Regions from separate parts of the Triticum aestivum genome. Here region 1 is linked to region 2. A link is a contact called in public Hi-C data. All regions are on one chromosome and are shown on one strand. Each heading gives the region's core, a stretch centred on a gene start, on an enhancer-like site or on the middle of the called end of the contact. The rest is flanking DNA. Distances are from core to core; before and after follow the strand shown. Region 1 holds the start of LOC123092636. Region 2 holds the start of LOC123092635 (mitochondrial substrate carrier family protein V).

The links. Hi-C and Micro-C count contacts between places; a contact is called where the count stands out from the background.
Region 1: a contact with region 2 is called in a Hi-C map of leaf, with 4 times the contacts expected there. The contact joins the promoter of LOC123092636 here to the promoter of LOC123092635 in region 2. A contact is called at or near these places in 3 of 5 Hi-C or Micro-C datasets (all in leaf).

What each region holds. Positions count from the first base shown.
Region 1 is chr4B:448,673,986-448,676,689 of IWGSC CS RefSeq v2.1, reverse strand. LOC123092636 reads right to left here and starts at 1,361. Exons shown (of 4, transcript XM_044514446.1): 1 at 896-1,361; 2 at 699-790.
Region 2 is chr4B:448,491,894-448,494,645 of IWGSC CS RefSeq v2.1, reverse strand. It overlaps LOC123092635 (mitochondrial substrate carrier family protein V), which reads left to right and starts at 1,380. Exons shown (of 7, transcript XM_044514444.1): 1 at 1,380-1,805; 2 at 2,304-2,480; 3 at 2,570-2,716. The coding sequence starts at 1,605.

The sequences.
Region 1 (2,704 bases), core at 112-2,611, 180 kb before region 2:
GAGGTCGGGGTGAAGCTATTCATATATTAGTGCAGACCGTGCGGTAGCCTGTATTAAAAAATATATAGTAGTGATGCACAAGTACAACGCACGGGGTCTAGCCAGCCTTCAATAATTCAGTCAAGGTACTAGTCCAGTATTAAATCTACATCGGACCATCTTTCCCCGTTTCCCTCAAGAAAAGAAAAGGGAACCTATTTGTCCATTTGATTTTTTGGTGGAGAACATGAGAAAAGACAAGACATAATCCTGTGAGCCTGTGTGAACGTGGAAGCCTGACTACCAGCCAGAAGGAAAAAAATTGTACAACTGTACTCGTACATATACAAGATAATACTAACAGAAGAAAGAAAAAAATAGATGATTGATTGATGGGTCATCCGCCGTGCCGGACACTGAATAACGAAGATAGACAAGAAATTGCGACTCGAATTTAGCATGAAGTAGATTAAAATAAAGTTTTCCTTGTTTGCGGACCAGTCCACAGATTGCATCACCCACGATGGGGGTGGGGGGCTGGTTAATGAAGAATCTACAATGTGGGATACAGCATTAAACCTGAACAGAAACCCAGTGTAGTATAGTACTACTCCACTCTTCACTCTCTCGCACTAATCCCAAAGAATCGAAAAAACACACATTACCCAGAAAGCAAAAGAAAACAAAACACACACAGCTGGAGTAATTGACAAACATACCAGGTAGAGGCAGGCCAAAGAAGTAACAGCAATCACTTGAAGAAGAGCCCCCAAATCATCAAGATCCGAGCTGGGGATCAACAGCAGCAGATCTGCAACAACAGAGAAGAACGCAGATCAGCAGAGCTCAACCCAGGCAACAAAGAGCCGCCGGCCGCCACTGCGCCACCCGAGAAGCAGAAGGCGCCTCACCTCACCTGGCGAGAAAGGGAGCGACGGGCAGAGAGGGAGTGAAGCGCAGGGAGGGAAGAAAGCCGCAGGTGGACACTGGGTAGATAGAGACCTGCAGGCGGGTGCAGCACGGCGGTAGTGGTGGTGGTGGTCGCACTAGTAGTACGCTGCTGCTGCTCCCGTTTCCTATACCCCGCCTGCCTATCTATCTATCGGTTAGTAGTAGGTGGGTGGCGGGTGGTGCTGCTGAGTTTCTACTTCTACGGTTCTATTTCCCTCGTAGCAGCGCCCTGCGGCTCGGTCTGGCCGGTAATGGTAGAAGTAGTGATTTGGGGGAGAGAAAGCGAGCGAGCGAGCCACTGAGCTGGCCTCCGTTGTCGTCGTCGTCGGGGGTCACGAGGAGGAGGCGGACGATCACACTGGAGAGGTGGGGTGCGATGGATCGGATCTTGAGGTGGTAGGAACGGGGGAGGGGTAAAGCGCGGGGCGGGGGCGGACGGCCGGGGTGGTGTGTGGTGGGGGGCCGGGCGGTTTTGTCGGAGTCGCGGCAGTGCGGGGGCGCGAGGCGTGTGAGGGTGGGTGAGGTCAGCAAGCGCCTGCTGTAGGCACGGCGCCCGGCGCGGGACGGCGACTTCTATCTACTCCTACCCCTACTACCTGTCTCGCGCCACCCATCCCCCATTATTGCTGCCCTTCACTTCGCCCCTCCTGTGTCTGTGCGCTGTACCGTGTCGTGTGGTTTTCTCTCGTGACCCGTCCGGCGCGTGCAGCTATTGTATACGGACCTGGTTTTCGCCGGGCCAAGCCAGTTGCGGATTAATTGACGGACGGCCGGACGAGCGCATTTCTATGGGTTTTATTTTTCAAAAAAAAGATGGTAAAGTGACATACGTGTGGCACGAAGGGGCCTGCGACCCTGATATTTAGCACACGATGTGTCATATAGCTAAAACTATCATACACCCCCTTCTCCTTCTAATTACATGCATGATTACATTAGGATGATTCACTCTTTTTTCATGTGCATTTTTTCTCTAATTACATGCATGCACTAGAAGATGAAAAAAAAATCTGATGTCATACTAAATTCACCTTTTTCAAAAATTCTAAATGTTTTGTAGCTCAAACATCGGTCAGATGCCAAAACAATTTTTAAATAAAAGATTCGCCGCGAGAACTAAATCCGATATTGGTATGCTGCGACGAACTTTTTTTTCTGTGCCAAAAATTACCACGCCCCGCCTACATAAGTTACCACACCTGTGGTATGCAACTTACCGTGTTATTTTCACATAAATTACCGAGGCATAAACACGGTTCTCTCACCTTCTCCACATGCACTTAAATGTATGTAATGACGTGCAAGGGGACACAAAGCTATTGCAATTCACGGTAAGTAGAGTATGTCGATCTCACAAGGAGCAGTGGTTGCACAGGTAACTATCAACCCCTCAGCTACGTCGCCATTTACATGGCTATGTGATGTCTCTATATTTTACACATTTTTAGAGCAATTCTTTTTTGTAACATCCCAAATTTTCAATTTGAAATGTTATACATAGGTAATCATATGCATATCATATTTTAATTGCATTTTGGTTGATCCTAGAAACTCTAAGCAATTCAAGGACCCACAGAGAGTTGGGGGTTTCATTTATTTTCATATCTGAATTTTCTCAAATTGAAAAGAGGATCATTTTGGTTTTATTGTTTTTCTCTCCGAAATATTTCCAATATTAAAATAAAAGAGAGGAGATAAAATGACATCTCCCAGATAAAAGAAATATTGGAGGGAAAATGTTAAAATCAAATAAATGATTTTATTTGGATTTTAT
Region 2 (2,752 bases), core at 131-2,630:
TTTCCGGGTTTTTTTGGACGTTTTGGTTTTACCCCGGTCTTCCTTAGCTTTCGACCAACTTTTTTTTTCGTTTTTTCTCAATTTTGCGCGAAAAAGCGTGTTTTTTTCCTTTCAAGAAAAGTCACGGTTTTTCTTCCACGAGAAGTACGGTTGTGCTTTAGCGAGAGTGACGGCCGTGCCTTTCGAAAACGAAAAAAAACATGTTTTCTGTTTTTTTTCTTTCGCGAGAGTCACGGTTTTACTTCCGCGAGAGTCACGGCCGTGCCTCTCGGAAAGGGAAAAACAAAACGCATTTTCTATTTTTTTTCTTTCACGAGAATCACAGTTTTGCTTCCGCGAGAGGCACGGTTGTGCTTTCGCGAGAGTCACGGCCGTGCCTCTTGGAAAGGGAAAAATACGCGTTTTCTATTTTTTTTTCCTTCGCGAGAGTCACGGTTTTGCTTTCGCCAGAGGCGCGGGTGTGCTTTCGCGAGAGTCACGGGCGTGCCTCTTTCGGAAAGAAAAAAAAACACGTTTTCTGTTTTTTTTCCTTCCACGAGAGTCACGGTTTTGCTTCCACGGGCGCGGTTGTGATTTCCTGAGAGGCACATGCGTGCCTCTTTTAGAAAGAGAAAAAAAACGTGCTCCTGGTGTGGTTTTTTCGTCCGGTTTTTTCGTGAAAAAAAGTTCGTCAAAATCTATCAACATGGGATCTAGTTTTGAAAATCTCGACGCGAGGGATCCAATGATTAAAACAGTTTGAGATTTGGAAGCATGGTTTAAGAGATAAAACATTTTGAATAAATGAATCTACGAAAAAAGGGAAAACTCCCAGGTTGCGACAAGTGGCGCGCTGCATGTGCGTCACTTATCGTGACCGGGGAAGGTGGAGTGTTCTTTGTAACCCGGGGGCCCGTTTAGCCTCGGCCCACCTTACGAGTAGGAGGAGCCTGGCTGCAGCTTGCAGGGCTGGGAGTGCGAGGCCCATCCTATCTTCCTCACTTGCAGATCGTTGTAAGATGTGATCCACAGCCCGGCCCAAAACAGGCACAGTGCCACGTAGGGGACACCGTGGGGCGCGGCAGCGAGCGCATCCCGGAGATGCTGTGCATATTCCGCGGCGACACCGACCTCGTTTGCCGATGGCCGCCGTGCGGAAAGTTTATGCGCATCTAGTCTTGTTGATTTTTTGGCTTGATTTCTCTACTCCGTCTGATTGATAATTATTTTTTCATAAAATAAACAACAAATATTCATGGCTTTTAACATGCTATAGGAGTATAAGATAATTATTCCATGACCCCGAAAAAATATAAGTAATTTATTTTATGAAAAGGGTATTATCAACCAGATGCTAAGTTTATACCGTTACTCGAGCGTCTCTTTCTCTCCAAGTCGGTCTCGGTGCCGACCCACATCGGAGACAAAAGAAAAAAACATTCCCAAACCCTAAGCCCTGCGCCCACAGTCCGCCCCCAAACTCTAGGGTTTAGTGACGACCGCCTTGCCTTCGCGCGATCCTACTGCGCGCCGATCCGGTCACTCGCGCTAGTGTCCACGCCTCAGAGGCGGCGGTGGACTGGCGACGAGGGAGGGGGCGGCTGCAGACGGAGGCGAGCGTGGGGATGGCCGCCGCGACCGTGGACGGCGCCGCCGCCGTCGCCGCGCGGAGGTACTCGACGCAGCAGCAGCAGCAGCCGCAGCCGCAGCAGCACCACAACCAGCCCAAGCTTGGGACGACGCTCCACCTCCTCGCCGGCGGCGTCGCCGGCGCCGTCAGCAAGACCTGCACCGCGCCGCTCGCCCGCCTCACCATCCTGTTTCAGGTGCGCCGTTTATCCAGAGAGCCAATTCGTCCTAACTCTGCCCTTGTAATTCGTCCTAACTGTGTGTCTGTATATTAGTATAAGCAACGAGTTGCATCTTACTTCATTGAGCTTCTCGGGAATGATTCTGTTTTGGGATACTGGAGAAATGGGAATTTTAATTCATTTTTTGAGCAATCTAACACCAAGGCAAAAGAAAAAACAAACTGTAAAGACAAATCAAATCCTAATGCACATATATGACTTGTGCTGCGGCGCGATGTCGCGTATGCGCGGCGCACTCCACGCCCTACACCTCAGCCGGATGTTATCATGAGCTTGTGCGCACATGGACGCACGGCCGACCGGACATTGCTGAACCCGGTTGCACTCATGCGTGCGTGCGTGCGTGCGTGTGTGTGTGTGTGTGTGTGTGTGTGTGTGTGTGTGTGTATTGTTGTCCTCTTTTCTTAATAATAGTATGATTGCCATTGAAATTTGTATCATTTCTATGCGCAGGTTCAAGGAATGCACTCAGATGTGGCTACGATGCGCAACACTAGTATATGGCGTGAAGCGTCCCGCATTGTCTATGAAGAAGGGCTACGAGCCTTCTGGAAAGGAAATCTTGTAACTATTGCACATCGGTTACCTTACTCCTCGATTAGTTTCTATACATACGAGAGATATAAGAATGTAAGTACAGGTGTTTTCGTATAAAAATCACATGCAATTTCTTGCCACTTATCATATGTGCTTAATTTGATTAATGTTGAGGTGTGCAGTGGCTTCAGATGATACCTGGTCTCGACAGCAATGGTGGATTGGGTGCCGACGTTGGTGTCAGAATGGTAGGCGGTGGCTTGTCTGGGATAACTGCAGCTTCTTTGACATATCCACTGGACTTGGTACGGACACGTCTGGCTGCTCAGGTAAGCTGCTATCACTAACTCTGTAGAAATTCACAC